2 separate regions of the Mus musculus genome follow, and region 2 is linked to region 1. The links are chromatin contacts, called in public HiChIP or PLAC-seq maps. All regions are on one chromosome and are shown on one strand. The core of a region is the stretch at or near the end of the contact, and the rest is flanking DNA. Distances in the headings are between cores, read along the strand shown.

The links. HiChIP or PLAC-seq counts read pairs in DNA pulled down with a chosen protein or histone mark.
Region 2: a contact with region 1 is called in an H3K27ac HiChIP or PLAC-seq map of bone marrow-derived dendritic cells, with 2.4 times the contacts expected there. The contact joins two enhancer-like sites. A contact is called at or near these places in 1 of 15 datasets of contacts at CTCF or cohesin (the NIH/3T3 cell line), 9 of 484 Hi-C or Micro-C datasets (the HL-1 cell line, Th1 cells, bone marrow-derived macrophages and 5 more) and 2 of 115 datasets of contacts at active chromatin or transcription factors (bone marrow-derived dendritic cells and embryonic midbrain).

Annotation. Positions count from the first base shown.
Region 1 is chr9:52,187,917-52,192,672 of GRCm38.p6, reverse strand. No RefSeq gene overlaps it. Among named protein-coding and RNA genes, the nearest start is that of Zc3h12c, 41 kb to the right of the region's middle. Within about 2 kb of position 1,577, at least 6 of the 459 cell types and tissues checked have an H3K27ac peak or open chromatin away from gene starts, as enhancers often do. A contact at or near this core is called in bone marrow-derived dendritic cells, where this site is marked.
Region 2 is chr9:52,269,326-52,273,897 of GRCm38.p6, reverse strand. No RefSeq gene overlaps it. Among named protein-coding and RNA genes, the nearest start is that of Gm25562, 20 kb to the left of the region's middle. Within about 2 kb of position 2,312, at least 19 of the 459 cell types and tissues checked have an H3K27ac peak or open chromatin away from gene starts, as enhancers often do. A contact at or near this core is called in bone marrow-derived dendritic cells, where this site is marked.

The sequences.
Region 1 (4,756 bases), core at 328-2,827:
GCCAACATTATGAAGAAAGGGGGCTTGAAATTCTGAGTCAATGCAATTCCTCAGTGCTGAAGAGCACTTCACAACAGCCAGTGTCAAAGTGATGGTTACATGAAGGGGGCAAAGATCAGCTCTCAAAACTGGGAGGTGGGGGGCTGCAGGCTTTTCTTAAGACATGGACTCAATTAACTCAAAAATCCATGACTAGGTGCCATGTTGTAAAGGTTCCACCTCTCAATCTCACTTCATTTAGAGACAAACTTTCAATACATCAGCCTTTGAGGGACAAAATCATGCAAACTGTAGCATATTCTGAGCTCATGTCTAACTGGCTTGGGCTTCTGTGCAAATGCAGAGTTTCTTTTTTTTTTTTTTTTTAACGTATTTTCCTCAATTATATTTCCAATGCTATCCCAAAAGTCCCCCCCTCACCCCCCCACTCTCCTCGCCCACTATTCCCATTTTTTGGCCCTGGCGTTCCCCTGTACTGGGGCATATAAAGTTTGCCTGTCCAATGGGCCTCTCTTTCCAGTGATGGCTGACTAGGCCATCTTTTGATACATGTGCAGCTAGAGTCAAGAGCTCCGGGGTACTGGTTAGTTCATAATGTTGCACCTACAGGGTTGCAGATCCCTTTAGCTCCTTGGATACTTTCTCTAGCTCCTCCATTGGGGGCCCTGTGATCCATCCAATAGTTGACTGTGAGCATCTACTTCTGTGTTTGCTAGGCCCCGGCCTAGTCTCACAAGAGACAGCTATATCATGGTCCCTGCAACAAACGCTTGCTAGTGTATGCAATGGTGTCTTCGTTTGGAGGCTAATTATGGGATGGATCCCTGGATATGGCAGTCTCTTGATGGTCCATCCTTTCGTCTCAGCTCCAAACTTTGTCTCTGTAACTCCTTCCATGGGTGATTGTTTCCAATTCTAAGAAGGGGCAAAGTGTCCACACTTTGGTCTTCGTTCTTCTTCAGTTTCATGTGTTTTGCAAATTGTATCTTATATCTCGGGTATACTAGGTTTCTGGGCTAATATCCATTTATCAGTGAGTTCATATCATTTGAGTTCTTTTGTGATTGTGTTACCTCACTCAGGATGATGCCCTCCAGGTCCATCCATTTGCCTAGGAATTTCATAAATTCATTCTTTTTAATAGCTGAGTAGTACTCCATTGTGTAAATGTACCACATTTTTTGTATCCATTCCTCTGTTGAGGGGCATCTGGGTTCTTTCCAGCTTCTGGCTATTATAAATAAGGCAAATGCAGAGTTTCTATCTCAGTATTTCAGAGCTCTTCTCTGACTGTCGGCCGAGAACTCACTCCTCTGGGATATCACGTAGATGTGGCCAGACAGACACCTAGCAGGCACATGAGCAGCAAGTAACGAAGATTCTCCTTCTCATTTGCAAAGCCTTGCAAAGGAACAGATTCTTTCAGAAACGATAGAAGTTTGGAGACATTTTAGTTCCCATGATGAAATCTTTGTCTTTCCACCCCCGCTGTTCCTTGGTTTCTTTCCTTAACAAATACCAAACTCCCCCAGTTCCCTGACCACATTACATTTCTGAGTCCCTTGGGACTTTACCGCTGCAGTTCTCTCTTCCTCTTCTGTTGTCAACTCCTTGATCTGACATTCTCTCACTTGTCTCTTCTCCCTCCCTGTCATCCACTGCCATTGCTCCCAAATGATCCCTCTCTGTTCTGTACTACTGGATGCTATAGTGCAATAGTCCTCAGCTTCTTCTTCTTGTTGTTATTGTTGTTTAATGCAATTTAATCTGAGCTTGTCACCTGACTCTACCAACTTTGTCACTGTATAATATTCAAAATTTCATTTCATTTTTCTGAGTCTCACTTTCCCAGTCTGAAAACAGGGCAATCATTGTCTCTATCTCACTATATTGTTAAAATTAAATGACATAAGGAATACCCCACCCCTTCTAACACAAATGTGCTTTCATCACAGTGATCATGTGACCTTGGTTTATAGTTCTTTACCTAGGTTCACTTTTCCCACTGGACTGGCTGCTTCTTAGGAACTGAAACCAATCCCATAATGCCCAGCACCCAGCAAACACAAAGTATGTGCATTTCAAGTTAAACTCCATAATAAAACATAAAATGAAAGACTTAATTACTATACCGCCACACAAGAAATGATTCATTACAGCTTGTGTGGACAACTGTATCAAGTGTGACTGGAGATCATCTTTCTCTTCCAGTGCCTCCTTTCACAGGTCCTGTCCCCCATGCCTTACCATCAGTCACTGACTGTCCATCTGTTGTCTACTGTACACCAAGCAATGTGCTACATAAGTACTGGAAAGAGATAAGAACACAGTCATTTGAATAAGTCCATCTTAGTGATGTGGATGGGCCACAGTGGAACATTACACAAAATACCATGGAAAACTTTAGGAGACAACTAGCTCACATTTTGGGGTGCAGGAATGAAAAAGTAGATACCTGAAACTAGAACCATATGCCTTGGAGATGTACTCTCTGTCTGCTCTACTAATAGCTGATAAATCAGCTGCCCAGCTGATAAATCAGCTGCCCAGAACCCCTGCTCATCCCATATCAATGATAAGTCATCCAGTACAAGGGAAAGCACTGCTGTGGTCTTGGGCAACCCTGGTTTCGCTGCAGCACTAATTCCTGAAGGTTGTTCATCTCTTAAGGTTGAGAAAGCCAAATAGAAACATGCTTTTAAAACCACGGGATGCCTGGATATCTAAGTTAGGGTTTCGATTGCTTGGGCAAAACACCATGACCAAAAAGCAATTCAAGCTTCCCCTGGCTTGCTCAGCCTGCTCTCTTATAGAATCTAGGACTACCAGTCAAGGGATGGCACCACATATAATTAGCTGGGCCCTACCTCATTGATCATTAATTGAGAAAATGCCTTACAACTGGATCTCATAGAGGCATTTCCTCAATCGAGGTTCCTTCCTCTCTGATGACTCTAGCTTGTGTCAAGTTGACACATAAAACCAGCCAGCACACTGGGGCAATACTACCCAGATCCTCTTGGCCTCATAGAAATCACTGTAATAGATCTTTCTAGGTCATGAAACAACATATCTGATTGTAGGATCCGAGTTGTCTCTAAACACTTGTTAAATTGTATATCCATAAATGATGATGGTATGATGATGATGGTGGTGATGGTAATGATGATGGTGATCTGAAAAGCCTTGGTTCCAACTCTTGCAGCCTGTGCATTACACGCACAGCATTCTTAGCATTCTGTTCTTTCATTAGTAAACCATTTGTTGGAGTAAGGCAATTATTACTAGCTCAAAAGTTAGCAAATCTTGAATATATAAATTCTTTATTTCCTTTCTTCATCATTGCACTGGAGGGAGTAAGATATATAGTAAGATATATATACCTATATAGTAAGATAATTTGGGGGTAGCGTTAGTACACTGAAGAATGCAACAGCCAATAGAATCTCTCTAATTTTAAGCAGCATCTAGCTATACCCTGAGTCACTTCACTCTCCATGTTCTCAGGAATACGCCAAAGGTCACTCATTTTACCTCAGCACTACACTCAAACAGTTCTCTTGAACTCACAATTTCCTGTCTGTGAGGAATACAGTGCTTTGTCCCTCCTGCTACCCATACTACATGATTTCAAATGTTAAATTTGGCTTTACTGGTGAAGTTCAAGAGCTTTGGATGCTGACAGGATCGGGCTTGGACTCTGGCTCTGCCACTGACGACCTGTGTGACCCTCAGCAAGTCCCTTGACATCTTGGGAGCTAGTTTCCTGGTTGGAGCAGAATTGTTGTAAAGATTGCATATTGAGGTGGGAACACAGCTCCATGGGTAGAATGTTTGCCTAGCATGCAGGAATCCATGGGTCCCATCATCAGCATCACACAAACTGGGTCCCCTCACACACCTATAATCCCAGCATCTGGAGGCAGAAACAGGAATAATATAAATTCAAGTTCCTCATTAGCTATATAATGAGTTCAAGGCCAGCCTGAACTCTATAAGACCCTGACTCATAAAACTGAGACTGAAAAAGGTTGCATGGCATAACATTTGTAAAATGCTTTTAATAACTAAGTATTGTTCCATGCATCTCAGAAGAGATATGTAATAGGGACTTCTAACATGCCTCAAATCTATCTCCCAGCCACAGAGATAGATAAAGGCCTGTTTTCTTTGCAAGCCTAGCTGTGAGGTGTTATTAGCTCCAGGCCTCTGGCCTTCAAAGGCCTCTGAGCATCTCATTAACAAGCCCCATGTGACCAACCGACTGTTTCTCTGTAGCTGACAGCATGCTGCAGCATGCACTAGCTGTGACTGTGCCTCTGCGTCTGAGTCCAGCAGAGCCGGCGGCTGACATGATGAAGGACACAGTGCACGGAGTGCCTTTTTAGTTTCCAAATGAATGAAAAGGGCACCCTGAAAGTGAGCCTTACCGCAGCATCTGGGGACAATAATGACTCACAGGAAAGACAAAGACTGAGTAAGCACCAACGGAAGGCCACCCATCTTCTCAGCACCGTGGCTTGGGAAAGATGGCCTCCAGATGGAACTCTTAGAAATATGTGGATTAAAAAGTGCCCAAGCTTTTGAGGAAAGTCTAATTCCCATCAGGTTTCCCTGAATGTATTGGCCACACTGGGAGCTGGGAGAGAATGCAGAGAGGCCACAGAGATTTTAGCAATGTCTGCGTGTGACGTGCATCTGCATCACAGCCATCTTTGCAGAGCAACTGTAAGAAGACTATTAGATGTGTTTGATA
Region 2 (4,572 bases), core at 1,063-3,562, 80 kb before region 1:
CTGGATTTATGATTATAGAACGAATTTGCCTCACAGAACTGCACATATTACTTCTTTAATGACAAGCCAGGGCTCTGATCCTTCTCCGCCACCTCCCACTACACCCAGGGTCCTTGGGGAAATCAGAACATGTTGAGCTGTGAGCATGGAGGGCAAAAGGACTCTTCAGCAACGGTGGCTGATGTCCGCTCTGCGGCTACTCTCCCACTTGCCTTTGCAACGCACCACGCTGCCTTCCTTTGAACCTGTTAACAGTTTAGCTCTTCACTGTTCACAGTGGTAAAGAGCCCACGTCCAAAGGAAATACAGAACAAGATAAAGGAACAATCCCTTCCTCTGAGATTCAGCGAGATGCACACTCAATAGCCACATCGGACAGGCTCTGAATCACCGTGTTTTCAAAACATTAGTTATTCTGACAACAGAGTTCCATGAAACCAGCTTTTATTCTTTGCATCAAAGTCAAATAGAGATTTCCCAAAACACATTCTGATCCTGGGGAGTAAATAACTATTGCCTTGTTTCAGGCATATTAGAGTTTTCTGTGGAGATGCCTAAATATTTTGATTAATTTCAAAGTAGATGAACTGATGTGTAGGTATTTACCGTATCAAAGTGTTCTTCTGACTGATTCAGTTTCGTAAATGCAACAGAAAAAAAGTTGGATTTTCATCTTAAGTAGCAATCTGAAAATGGTGCTTCAGTACTCGGAGGCTTCCGGGCTCAGATTTAAATACCAGAGTGATCAATGCAGTGGGTGTGAGTGAAGGGCCTTGCTCTGCATTTAACTGCCATGCCAAATGTAAACCTATCGCCGTGGCTCCTGGGTACCTGATTACCACAGACAAGGTCAATGCCTATCTGAATGGCAATCCATGTTCTTTGGCCCCATACAATCTCATCTCATCTCCAAAGCATACGTCTGGGAGAGAGAGATCATTAGTGCTAATTGCTGGTGTGGCTGAGAATGAGAATTCCTTTGCAGTTGCTCATAAAGACCTAAGAATAACTCATCCTTTTTTTTCAACTGAGTCTTGTCCTTTGGGGTCAGAATTTCTGCACATTGAACTAGAGCTATTTTTAAGTGTGGTTTCCAAAAGGCAGCTGTAATTCAAAGTGCCACCGGGAGTGTCAGCAGACAGATCTAGTTTATGCCCCTCATCTCTAGACTCCTAGAGCAGTGGCACAGAGGTATTTGTGACAGTGCTGTATTTTGAATCTCAGAAGTGACCCAGAGATACATAAAGTAAAGGCATGGTTCCCTGTAAGGACAGTGTACCCTTTCAGGGGTTGGACTTAGTCATTATACTCTTGAACAGGATAGTGGAACCCTAGTCCCCTCTCTTCTTTCTCCTTTACTCTTTAGCCACGGGGTAAGCACCGTTACATGGCTCAGTGGCATGCGGCTGCCATGTTGGGATAAATCATTATGGGCCAAAAAAGCAACAAAGCCAACCAGTCATGGACTGATCGCTTTGAAACTGTGAGCCAAAACAACGTCTTGTCTTTAAAAGCTGATTCTCTCTAGGGGGTTTGTTCATAGTTGCGCGAAACTGCCTGCTATAGTCACACAATGCTGGGTGGTTCACACCCATGCTAGATCCGCCCAGTGAGATTACACACCCCTTGAGTTTTATATCTGAAACCTTAGTGCAAAGCTCTGAACAATCACTATGAACGAAGGTTCCTTAATAATGAGCTTCTGTAAGACTTCAGAGGCCTCTGTGACGTATGTAATTCTGACCTAAAGACCAGAGAGTGGATCTCTAAGGATGCATAGTCCTGTTGAGCCATTGACAGGAAAGATGTTGGAGATGAGGAACAGTTAGACCCAGCCTGACAGAGAAGTGAAAATTCTCTTTAAGTGCCTAAAGGTTTCAAGATCCAAGACACAGTCAGTACATGTCAGATGGTAGTTCTCAGTTTGGGTCACTATTATTTCTTAAGAATCTTTCCAAGCACGTGAGAGCCAGAAGACCTGGGCCTCTCCCCTCAGTGCCTGACAAGTCACTACTCTTTTCCTGGAAAAGAACCCACGTGGCTTCTCTTCTCTTTAAGGCACAAACCTGGTCTTGCCTAGCAACAGTAGGATCGTAGACACGGTAACTGGGAGGGAAGCTTTAGGGTACATTTCCAAGCCCATGTCCAGTTTTCAAATGTTTTTGCCCAAGAAATGAAGGACTTTAAGGGGTTTTGGTCTGGTAGTGATGTGGTCAGGTTTTCTCCTGATCTCTCACCACTCACAGGTATACTGAGCAGGCCTTACTTAGCTTGCTGCCTCACCAAGGGAATACAGCAGCTGGTCAGAAAGCAGAAATTGTCAGCAACCACTTTTTGTGTCTGTGTTTTAAAATGGGGAACTCAGAGCTGGGGGGCACGGGGGAGGGAGACATCAAGACGAAATGTGTGGGAGGTGCATAGGTTAAAAAGGATTCATTTCTTCTACTCCCTGCCTAGAATAGAAGTCTCAAGGTCAGAGGGAAGGAGTTTGAAGGGGAGGCAAGAAGAACCCACACAATGATGGGCCCAAGAAGCCCGGTTTCCTTCTTTCTGGGGTGGTTCCCCAAAGAGATAGCTTCATCATGAGTCAGGCACACTAGTCAATTGCTTTGTAAGGAATACTATCTAGGAAGGGAATGGAATTCCCACTCCCCCCAGTTCACTGTCCAAGGCACTTGCACAGTGTAAGGCCTTCCAGGGCCTTTAAAGATCCAAAACTGACCTGACATTGTTAACCGTAGCCCTCTAACACCAGTTACGTCCAATTGAGTTAAAGGAAATATGACAGCCAATTTCCTAGTTCAAGATAGTGTATGGACTTGAAATCCACTATGTATTTGAAGCTTTCATAACAAATTCATTAAAAAAATGGTCAAATGCTACCTTTATTATGGTTGGTGGTGATAATATTAGTAAATTTAAAGTCAACTGAAAGCCCAAAAGTTATTTTTTTACTATATAATTGTCAGTTCACTTGCATGTAATTATATCCAGATGGAATATAATGTTGGTTAAGCTCATTCTTCCTTAAAAATATTATTAAAAATTCTCACTAAAGGAAAAGAAAAGAGATGAGGAATATCTTGGCCATAGACAATTTCTTGGCAAAGTAAAGAAAAATATAAGTGACCCTGTTAAACTTTCCACCTGACTAGATTTTCCCATCTATTCCAGCTCTGCCGTGTGGCCTCTGAGCCTCAATGAAGACAACTAATCTTTTAATTGCACATGCAACATCATTTGAACTTCAATTCATAAGTTTACTTTCCTAATGCCTTTTGCTATTACCGCCACCTTCCTTATTTTTCTATCTTCCTGTCTGGGGAAACTTCTTATTTTTAGACCATTCTGTCTGTCTGTCTGTTCTTCTGCATCCTGGTAGCTGAGGACTTAAGCATAAATGAAAAAAATCCTACATCATTCAATATCCCCCTCCTGTGAAAACTCAGTCGCTGAGGGAAGTTCTACAGCTATCTAAGCTAATGACTGCCAGATCTACATTTCCAGTCCAGAGCCCTCAGTGTCACATCCATAGACTCCTTCACCTACATCATTAACATGGTTCATTCAGAAGGCTCTAAAGTCGTGATTTGAGTTCTTTAACTCCATCTAACAACCCTTGGGTTTCCTGGTTTAATGAAAAATATTACTGGTTTTTGGCTCCGACTTGCTCAAGTCTCTGCCTCATTCTCAGTAAGATGTTTGCTTCCAGCCTCCATTCAATAGTAAGTGACCACATGGCTATGTCTCTGACAAAAAAGAAAAAATAAGATAAGCAATATGTTTTCGCCCAATCCGTGTTAAGCAACACATCCACTCACGGATTTGATGAATGAATAAGTCACTTCCATGACCTCTGGGCTTAATAATCTTCATCAAAAAGGAACACACTGAAAAGGTTTATATCTAATAACTAGCACCTACCTCTTGTACTCATTCCTGTCCCCTTTTCAAACTATTAACAGCCTATTTAATAATCCACCTAAGGTAAATATAAAATTCATGAAAATCCATTTAAATAGGTACATTCTTTGTGTTGTAATCAGAATAAAGATGAAACTGTTGTCAGGACACTACTTCACACTGTGTGACTCCTCCTAGATTCTTATTTATGGCTGTGAAGCCACACCTGCCCTTTGCTCCATCTGTAGCCTTTGGCTATTTTAGACAAACATGGCTGGTAGACACTAACTAGGTAACTCTCTTCTGCTATTATGGACTCACTTGGTTGGCTGGCTGGTTTTCAGATTCCTCTAGATATGTTTCATATTCCCTTGCAACTGAAAATTCTTCTCTTTGACCAAGAAATAAAACATTACACTGACCCAATAATTTAGGGTTATTTTCTCTTTGTATTAGTCAGGGTTCTCTAGAGTCACAGAACTTATAGAGTCACAGTCTCTATATAGTAAGGGAATTTGTTGATGACTTACAGTCTGCAGTCCAACTCCCAACAATGGTCAGCAGCAGCTGTGAATGGAAGTCCAAGAATCTAGCAATTGCTCAGTAGCACAAGGCAAGCAGGTGAAGAAGAGGGAGAGCAAATCTTCCTTCTTACAATGTCCTTAATTA